Regions from separate parts of the Zea mays genome. Here region 2 is linked to region 1. A link is a contact called in public Hi-C data. All regions are on one chromosome and are shown on one strand. The core of a region is the stretch at or near the end of the contact, and the rest is flanking DNA. Distances in the headings are between cores, read along the strand shown.

The links. A called contact is a pair of places that touch in the nucleus more often than the background predicts.
Region 2: a Hi-C map of tassel shows a contact between it and region 1, with 3 times the contacts expected there. The contact joins the enhancer-like site here to the promoter of LOC100280482 in region 1. A contact is called at or near these places in 2 of 25 Hi-C or Micro-C datasets (leaf and tassel).

Annotation. Positions count from the first base shown.
Region 1 is chr8:93,448,880-93,453,987 of Zm-B73-REFERENCE-NAM-5.0, forward strand. LOC100280482 (polcalcin Jun o 2) reads left to right here and starts at 3,331. Exons shown (of 1, transcript NM_001153402.2): 1 at 3,331-4,157. The coding sequence starts at 3,413. The coding sequence ends at 3,982.
Region 2 is chr8:93,351,703-93,356,852 of Zm-B73-REFERENCE-NAM-5.0, forward strand. No RefSeq gene overlaps it. Among protein-coding and RNA genes, the nearest start is that of LOC103635555, 33 kb to the left of the region's middle. Within about 2 kb of position 2,894, at least 10 of the 20 cell types and tissues checked have an H3K27ac peak or open chromatin away from gene starts, as enhancers often do. A contact at or near this core is called in leaf and tassel, where this site is marked.

The sequences.
Region 1 (5,108 bases), core at 2,081-4,580:
TCGGTGGCCCAGAAGACAGAAGCTCCAACGGTTGGAATCCAACGGCCAGGTGACGTGGCAGGCGCACCGGACAATGTCCGGTGGCGCACCAGACTGTCCGGTGCGCCATGCGACAACAACCTTCACCAAACGGCTAGTTTGGTGGTTGGGGCTATAAATACCTCCAACCACCCACCATTCATTGGATCCAAGTTTTCTGACTTCCCACACCTTACAAGAGCTATAGCATTCAATACAAGACACACCAAAGAGATCAAATCCTCTCCCAAGTCCATAGATCATTCCAAATCAAATAGTGACTAGTGAGAGAGTGACTTGTTCATTTGAGCTCTTGCGCTTGGATTGCTCCTTTTTCTCATTCTTTCTTGTGATCAACTCAATTGTAACCGAGGCAAGAGACACCAATTGTGTGGTGGTCCTTGTGGGGACTTTGTGTCCCGTTTGATTGAGAAGAGAAGCTCACTCGGTCTAAGTGACCGTTTGAGAGAGGGAAAGGGTTGAAAGAGACCCGGTCTTTGTGACCACCTCAACGGGGAGTAGGTTTGCAAGAACCGAACCTCGGTAAAACAAATCATCGTATGCTCAGATCCATATTGCTGCTTCTCTTGTCATAGCAAGAATGTTGGTCCTCCAACTTAAATGAGGAGGAAGGCAGAGACAACAACAATGGAGGTGGTTCACAGGTGCAAGTATGCTCAGATCCATATTGCTGCTTCCCTTGTCATAGCAAGAATGTTGGTCCTCCAACTTCTCCACCACAACCACAACAGACAACAACAATGGGAGGATACTGTGGAGAAGGGTTCGCATAATTTGGAATGTGGGAGCACTACTAGAAAACTCTTTTGTATCAATTGCTTTAAGCATGTTGATTTTCTTTATCAATTGTTTTAAATCGTCTTCATCAATTGCTTTTAAAGTCCAATTTGAATCCATAATAAGTAGTTCATTATCAAATAACATTGTTCGACACTAAATAATACAGAATAAGAACTTCATTACTACATAACATCAAATAAGCACCTAGACTATTGAGTGCAACGGGGTCATTTGCCCTTGCGAAATGCATCAGAGTTCTCCTCCATTGCGCCCTTTACACGACGTGCACGCTCAAGCTTCTTCTCCTTCTCCTCCCTGTATTCAGCAACACACCTCATTTCCTGCTCGTCTACCTGTTGTTGCTCGACCGCAAGCTCCTCTCGCCTTTTCTCTATCCTCCTTTTGTCCTATGCATCCTACTTTTTAAGATTCTCCAACCACTTCTTGTCTTTCTATGAGATTTCTGTGTCAATCCACTGCTCAAAATCACAAAGCGGTGGAGGAGTCTATAAAATATGCAATGATTAGTAGGCAAAGAAAACATGCACCACTTCGAGTCTTCAAATTGTTAACATATTTAAAGATTATTCTCACCATTAAATTCATCCGGCGCTAAACAATCATTGGCTCAAATGCATAGTTAGCACACATCCAATACCTCTGTCGATAGGTGTCATGATCCTCAGACTTGTCAACCTTGCAAGGATCACCACAAAAACACATAGGCACTAGAACATCAGTTGGCAAAGGCAGTGGGTCGAAGGCAGTCCCGGTCAAAGGACCCTTCCTAAATTTTGATAAGATCTATAAGAATCATAAATATAATAGACTCACAAATATAATTTAATACAACACTTACCTTTGTTTAGCAGATTTACCGCGCCTATACATCCTACAAATCGATAATATGTCAATAAAAATGCTTCTGAAAATGATATCCAAAACCTAACCATTACCCTATTAATCATACATAACATAACAACCTATAAAAAGGAGAGAACTTACTTTGATACAGAGTAACAATAGATCCAAGTCAATAATTTAGGTTGATGTCTGTCGTTTCGAAGAATAGAAATGAGCACAAAAACTACTGGCCGAAGGGGCATATTTATAGGTGCGTACCTCGGCGCCGTAGATCTTGGCGCCGAGATCCATGGCGCATACCTCGGTGGCAAGATCTACGGCGCCGACGTACGTGCCACGTCAGTTCCACCGTGGCCCGGATTCTGACCTATGCACGCCAAAAAAATTGGTGCCGACACGCAGAAGCTAGGCGCCAATGATGATGGCGTCGAGCCAGGGGTCCAGTTTTTGAAATAAAACCGCAAATGGGGTATTTGTGAAAAAACCCAAAAAGGTTAAATTGAAAAAGTTGGTTTGTGCGGGACGAGCTTGACGAACATCATGATGAAGGCGATGAAGACGCCGAGGCCATGGATGGTGCCGACAGTCCACATGAAGATCTTGCGATCGACGATAATGCAGTGTAGGTGGACATACTTTCTTCTTGCCGACCTAGACGCCTCCGTTGGCTCTCCTATCGCTGCTGCTCAACAACTCCACCAGCTATTCTTTTGCGCCCAATCGAAATGCCACGAGAAGGAACCGTTGGAGCGCGCGCAAGATTGGATTATGGAAAAACCCTCAGTGGCGTGTATTTGCGTGATGGCGACGCTCGAATTCGGGATGACGATAATTTAGGTGAAGAAAAAGGAAGAGCATTGGACATATGATTTTCGATTTTCAACTTATTAGCCGGCAAAAAAATTAGCTAGCAATAATTAGCCAAGTTATGTTTGGAGTCTTGAATAATTAGATGTCTTTTCTCTTTACACGATCTATTTGTATCTATTAGCAAGATCAAATGACTAATGTATAATCTATTTGAAGGCCAACAATTAGATAATATATTAGCTAGTCTGTTTAGAGACCAAGTGCTAAAATTAGTTCGATCCAAACAGGACCTTAGTATTCTAAAAGATGTTCTTAGCAACCAACATCCGTCGGCTAAGCTGGAGCACCCCTGCACGTGTTTGATATCCATGCCCGTGTCGAGGGAGGAGGCAAGTTGGGTTCCAACAATCCCGGTGCTGGATCCACGCGCCGCCGGATAATCTCCAGCTAGCCTGCGCGTCCCACCGCAAAATGCTATCCGTGCCGGCGGGCGGGGATCTCCACTACGCGTTTGTTCGTCGTCATCTGACGCGCGAACTGCAAAACCGACGAGCCCAAACCGTGCGTGCGCGCGGCTTGAGCTGGCTAGCTCCCGAAAGTTTGGCGGTGCGACCGACCCGGCTGTCCCACCTGCCAGCGCCGGCAGCATCCTAGTTCTCCTCCTCCCCACCCCACACCCGCCCACGCGTAACCGCCGCCCGCCTCCCGTCGACATAACGGAAGTTAACCACCGTAACCGCGTCCGCTTCACGCGGCCCGCCTATAAATCCCGTCGTCCTCCCATCTCCGTCCCTCCCTCCTCATCAACCAGCTGATTTCTCCATCGAATCTTGTCGGCAAAGCCAATAATCAATCACCAGCGACATCAATTCCTTGCCCGACCGCCCGGCCGCGCGTCGAGGAACCGCCGCACAGTTCCATGGGCAAGGTGCGCTCCTTCTTCTGCCGCGCCCGCAGCGGCAAGCGCGGTGGCTCCCGGCCAGGCTTGTCGTCCTCGTCTCTCTCGTCCCCGTGCCCCTCCGCGAGGAGGGCGTCGCCGCCGGCCGGGGACGAGACGGAGCGCGTCTTCCGCAAGTTCGACGCGAACGGCGACGGCCAGATCTCGCGGTCCGAGCTGGCGGCGCTGTTCGAGAGCGTGGGCCACGCGGCCACCGACGACGAGGTGTCGCGCATGATGGAGGAGGCCGACGCGGACGGCGACGGCTACATCAGCCTGCCCGAGTTCGCGGCGCTCATGGACTCGGCGTCCGGCGACGCCGACGCCGTCGAGGAGGACCTGCGCCACGCCTTCTCGGTCTTCGACGCCGACGGCAACGGCCTCATCACCCCCGCCGAGCTCGCGCGCGTCCTGCGCGGCCTCGGCGAGTCCGCCTCCGTCGCCCAGTGCCGCCGCATGATCCAGGGCGTCGACCGCAACGGCGACGGACTCGTGTCCTTCGACGAGTTCAAGCTCATGATGGCCGGCGGATTCGGCAGGATCGGTGCCTAGGAACAAGGATTCTGCCCTGCTCCGCTCCCCACAAAAAATTGGATTCATTTCATTCTATGTACATATATGCATGCCCTATAGATTTAGATCACACTGGAATCACGGAGATGTTTCCTAGGTCCGGATTATTTACACGCCCAGCGGCAGCACATAAAAAGCCCCCATTTTACTTACTAGTTTGGATGTCCAAACGGATTGTTTTGGCTTCATCAATTGCAATATTGAGTTTGCGCTCATTTGTGGTTCCAAAGTGACATTTCTCTTCTACATTTCCATTCTAATCTAAATTATATAATCTAGGAGAGAAACAAATACCCTCTTGGATAGGGATAATCTTGGGACTAGTTTGGGAGACACAATCGAAGGTGATTGGAGGGATTAAAATCTCTCTTTTATTTAAAATTGAATAAGATAGAGATTTTAGCTCCTATAATCTCCTTCGATTTTGTGACTCACAAACTAGTATATTTGGTGACTAGGGATCACGATAGGATCAATAGAGAGAAATCAATTTCTCCTCACGCCCCGTTTGGATCACTGGAATTGAATTCCATTCTAATAATAGTAATTTAGGCATATATCAATTAAGCTAATTCGGTTTTATGCAAAATATATTTGTATACTATTATTAGTAAGATGTCAGAGATATTTATGTGCTACATTTTTACTATTGAGGAGTGAGACGAAGAGTGTCATGTAAGTTATAGATTAGAAACCAATTCTAGTAATGCATAAAATCATTTTCCACCCTCCACCCCATGAATTTGAGATAGGCTTATATCTGAACTTTAGAAAGTGGTGGAATGTCAAATTCCAAACTAAATAAGTTACTTTATTGAGTGAATTCTAATTCCTCTAAAATGAAGGGATCCAAACGCCCCGTCATAGATTTTCTTGTGATCACTGTTCACCAAACTAGTCCTTAATTTGTTTCGACGTCTATTTGATGTGTTCTTAAAATTTGCCAATACCTCATATTCAACTTTCAAAAATATCTTTGTTCAATTTCTGGCAAGTTCTGGTTGCCAAACCTTCGATTTGGAGCAAATTCACAAAGCCACCCAAACAGCCCGCAGCAATCCCACGTTGGATTTTGAAAACCCCAGCACAAGCGCCCTACCAAACA
Region 2 (5,150 bases), core at 1,644-4,143, 98 kb before region 1:
CTATGCTCAGGTAAAGAAGAAGAAGGCGTCGATGTGGATCTCTAGGAGTTCTAGGACTTCGTCGAGTTCAAGGATTAGGCTAGCGACCACCCCCAGTCAGCTGCCTGTGGTGGGTTTATTTACGTTGGCTACGTTTCTATTATGTGCACTTTGATATATATTATGTTAATGACTCTCGTCTGTAATAATATTACTTACTCTTTATGATTATTCGAAGCATTATGCTATGATGAGTCATTTATGTAATCGCTGTGTACGTGAGTTCTGATCCTGGCACGTACATGGTTCGCATTCGGTTTGCCTTCTGAAACCGGGTGTGACATAAGTGGTATCAAAGCCTTGCTGACTGTAGGATTGCTGACCTAGAGTAGCATTGGCCGTTTTAAGGTCTTATTGACTATTACTTCACCTCATCCTTGATGCTGCTTCAAAATATTAGTCACTTCGACTAATTCTATGTTATGCTCCTATATATCACCTTGCTAAAAGTATTTTACTCTAGTATTGTCTATGCTCTACTTATTTATTCTATTAGATCTGCTCTTACTCTTGTGCTTGCAACATATTTGTAGATGCCCCCTGACCATAACCTTCTTGTCTTTTGGGATTCTTTTCTCTTCCATCATTAAATTGCTACCATTTGACAATCTCTATTCCTTTGGTATTGACATGCTCGTATCCTTGGACTCTTCAATACCCTTATCTCTTAATTCAAATACTTACCTCTGAATCTATGCTGCCTATTTATACATTTCAGTTTATATGTCCATGACCTTCTTGTCTTCTAAGATCCTTTCCTATTCTGTTGTTATGTCGCCACCTTTCGGTAATTTCTATTCTCTTGGTCTGGGTATGCTTGTATCCTTGGAATCTTACATACTCTTATCCTTTTTATATGCTTACCTTTATACCCCAATATCTATTTAAAACATTTCAGTTTACATGCCTTGACCACCCTTGTTTCTCGATGATCCATGAGCGATCATTTTATTTCGTACATCCTTGGTGATCTGCTTGTTTCCTCATAACTTCCCTCGGTAATGAATTTTCACTTCAACTGTTTTGTTGAAACCTTACATATTTTGCCCTTGATTGTTTCATCTACTCCGCCACTTTGCAAGTCTCGTCTTGACTTCACCCTTTGCTATGCTTTTGTTTGTTATCACCTTTACCTTCGTCGTCTCTTGATCTTACCTTGATGCTTATCTTATGCCTGCTCTTTAAAATCTCCTCTCTTCCATCTCAAGTTGAGAGTGGTGTTTTACTTATCCCACCCTTGGCTATATCCTCTCCTTTACAGCGTGCAAGTCTTGTCTTAACTCCATCCTTTGTTGTACTCATACCCTTGGTTCTTGTACACCTTCACCTCTTCTCTTACACCCTGGTCGGTTATCGCCTTTAACCCTTGTAATATCTATATCTTTACCTTGATGCTTACTTTGAACCTACCCTTTAAAGCCTCCTCTTTTCCATCCTAGTTCGAGGGTGGTGCTTTACCTACCTCACCTTTGATTGTTTCCTTTTCTTTGTCATCTTGCAAGTTTTGTCTTAACTCCATCATTTATTGTGCGTTTGTCTGTTATCACCTTTAACCCTTGTCATCTCTCAATCTTTATCTTAATGCTTATCTTGTACCTGCATTTTAAAAGCCTCCTCTCTCCCATTTTAGTTTGAGAGTGTTGTTTTACCTATCTCGCCCTTGGTTGTCCCCCTGCCACTTTGCATGTCTTGCTTCAGTTCCAACCTTGGTCGTGCTCATGCTCCTGTCTCATATGTCTTGTTCTTCTCCTCGTCTTTCGATGACCTTAGAGGGTAGTTTTTCCCTTTTAAAAAAAGACCACCATTTAGTTAAAAGGAACGTGCAGCAACGAGATGATTGTTGTGGTGTGCTTGTGTTGTTTGTCTTTGTGTTATGGCTGATTTCCTTCTTTGTGATGAGTGTTGATGCGTTGTGGCCATTTGCCCACAATGGCATCAGTTTAATAGGTGAGTGCAACATAGTTAGGTAGTTGGGTTCTCTTTTCCTGTTCTCTCTCTCTCTTTAATCTGTCTATGCTTACCCTTTTCTCTCTATCCTCTCCTCTTGCACCCGCTCAGTTAGCAGCCTCCAGAATAGTTCCTGCAGATAGCATTGCAAGTGGTGATGAACACAACACAACCTCCAGCTCCTCTAAATCGGTCAAGATCAGTGTCGGCAGCGTCTCCATCAAGTGCTTGGTAACAATACTCCTGTTAAGGGGGTTAGCGGTGAACCCTGATGATGGCAATGCAGTCAACATCATCTAACAAGATCAAAGTGGCACAGTGAAAGTGTGGTTGGCCCTAACCCACATGTCCTAGGATCCTCAAGGATGTCTCAGTTGGTCGTGAGCATCTGAAGGTCAAAGCAACCAGCCCGCGAGTTAAGCCGACAGAGTCAAAGTTGAATCGAAGAAGCTATGAACAATTGATGAACCAATCTTGGTTTTCTTTCTAACTTCTTCTTGAATCTCGGGGCGAGATTCTGTTAAGGGGGTTAGGTTTGTAACACCCTGAATTTTGGGGCATAAAAATTTCTTTGATTTATACTCAAAATTCAGGTGTTATCCTCTCTTTTCCTATCCCTTTATTCTTTTTCTAAAAGAGTAGAATTATTTTGTTTAGGCATGTATTAACTTTGCAAGTAAAACTCTATGGGAATTATGGTTGCTGCATCACATGCTGGAGCATCTATTTTTTGTATGATGAATTATTTTGGTGTGAATCCATTTAATCTTGTGAAGCATGTTTGAATTTAAATTCAAAAACTAAAACTAAATTCAAATATAAAAAAAGGAAAACACATTCCCTCTCCATCCTACAGCCTTTCGGCCCAACTGCGCCTGCGCGGAGATGCCTGTGCTCGGCCTCGCGCCCGCCATGTCTCTGCACCTGAGGGGTTCACCTGTGCACAGCCACACTCGCGCACGCGGACGCGCATGCTACGGGCCCTGCCCGTCAGCCGCCATGCCCACCGTTTCGCTGAGCCGTGGGACCTGCACGTCACCTCCTCCCCTCTCCTCCCGTAACCGCTCCTCTGCTCGCGTCGGCGTGGGCGCACCCACGTCATGCGGACTCTGGCAACTACATGCCCTCGACGCTTTGTTTAAACCCCCAGAACACCCACTCGATCTCCACTCCTCTCCAAACCGTGCTCCACTTCCCCCCCCCCCCACGCTCCTGCTCGCACCGCACCGCGCTCGGAGAACAGCCTGCAAGTTGGAGCTCCACCGCGCCGCCACGCCAAGCCGGCTCTGCGTCGCGCTTGGAGCACCGTCAGTCGCCGCACGTCACTTGCTCCGGCCACTCCCGTCTCTGGCAGCCGCGTGCCAGCACCGGCCCGTTCGCCGAAGTCCAGCCGTGTGTTGGCTGGCGAGCCCCGTCGGCTTCCGTGCTCCATCCGCTGCGCCGCTCGATGCGCCCAGCCGACACGTCACCTCCGGCGAGCGCCCACGGTTGACGCTGCCACACCCGTCCCGTCCGCGCGCTGAAGAGTCGACGCCCGCGTCTTCCTCTACCCGAGGGAGCCCCGCTCGAGCTTCATTCATAGGTGAGAATTCAAGCGCATCTCGTCTTCCCCGCTGCACCATGCGACACCGCCGCCGCGCGAGCTGCCGCCTCACATGCGGGAGCGCCTGACGCCATGCTGGCCAGCACTCGAGCCTGGAGCTGCCGCGCAGCCCTGGTCGCCGGCGTACGACCCCGGCCAGCAAGCCCCTAGCCCCCATGCGCGTGTCGTACGAAGAAGAAACGAGAAAACTGCCCTGGGCCACGATCTCAATATCTCATGCATAGCGTGCGAGAGGCCTCCAGCCCTCCGCGATCTCATGCATGGCTGCATGCAGCCGACAAATGGAAACCTGTCCCCCCTCATAATGGATCTTGGTCTTTCTGTGATAACTTTTCATGTGGCCTTTCGTGTGGTCGGTCTCTAGCCAATACGAATTAGCCATGTTACCAAACAACCGCAGCCCCAGTCCTTTTGCACAAAGCTCCCGTACACTTTCAGAATTAATATACTATTTTCCGAGTCTTGTGAAAATTATTTGCTAGACCTCAAAGTATATGGCTAATTATGAATAGGCCACCGGTTTATTAAATATCCATATCTTTTGCGTCAAAAGTTCGCTTTAGTCCGTTTCCAGTTGCGTTGGTTTCATAGTAATGTTGTCTATGCGCTAATAATATTATTTATTCATGTCACACATTTTAAATAATTTATTAAATACTTGTTTAACTAATGTTTATTAAATTGGTGTTCTAATTAAAATTTATCTAGTGTTTCTAACTTGCCCTTTATAAATAAATGTTAATATGACTAATGCCAACTTAAATGCTTTTGATTTAATTCTTGGTTAGTGTAATCGCGATGTGTTTAGCAGTTCTCATATGTCGCGTCATTAATAATCCGTGAATTGTTATTTTATTCAATATAGTATGCGTCGTAAACCGGTTTCGACTCATTTCCGCCGTGTCAACTTTGTAATAATGTCGACTACGTGTTAGTAACATTATTTTATCACGACACAGGTTTTAATAATTAATTAATAATTTATTTGTCTGACAGATATTAAAATGACAATCTAATTAAAACTAATTTATGGTTTTAATTTAAGCTTTACAAATACCTGCATATGTGGTTATACTCATTCAAATGTTTTTGAATTAATACTTGTTCAGTATAAACACGACATCTATTTAGTATTTCTCGCGTGTCGCGCGCGCTGTTTCGCACGTGGTCACGTGCTGATTCGCGCGTCGTTCGCGCTTGCCACGCGCGTTGTTTCGTGCGTCGTCCGCGCGTTGTTCGCGTGCGTCGTCGCGCTCACGCGTTGTCTGCACGTGTCGCGCGTGCAGATTACGTGCGCCGCCGCGCGTCGTCCGCGCGCTAAGTCACGTGTGTCCGCGTATCGTTCGCACGTGCCGTCCGCGCGCAGTCACGCTGTTTCGCGCGCGCCGCGCGCCTTGTCGCGCATCGTTAATTCACCTCGCTTAGAATCGCTCGTATTAATTAATTTACTCATTTAACCGACAGCTGTTAGCGTAGCAGATTAACTGGAACTAAGTAATAGCTCTAATTCACATTTGATAAATGTCGATTAATGTGTTTATGACGGGTTAAATATTCTAGT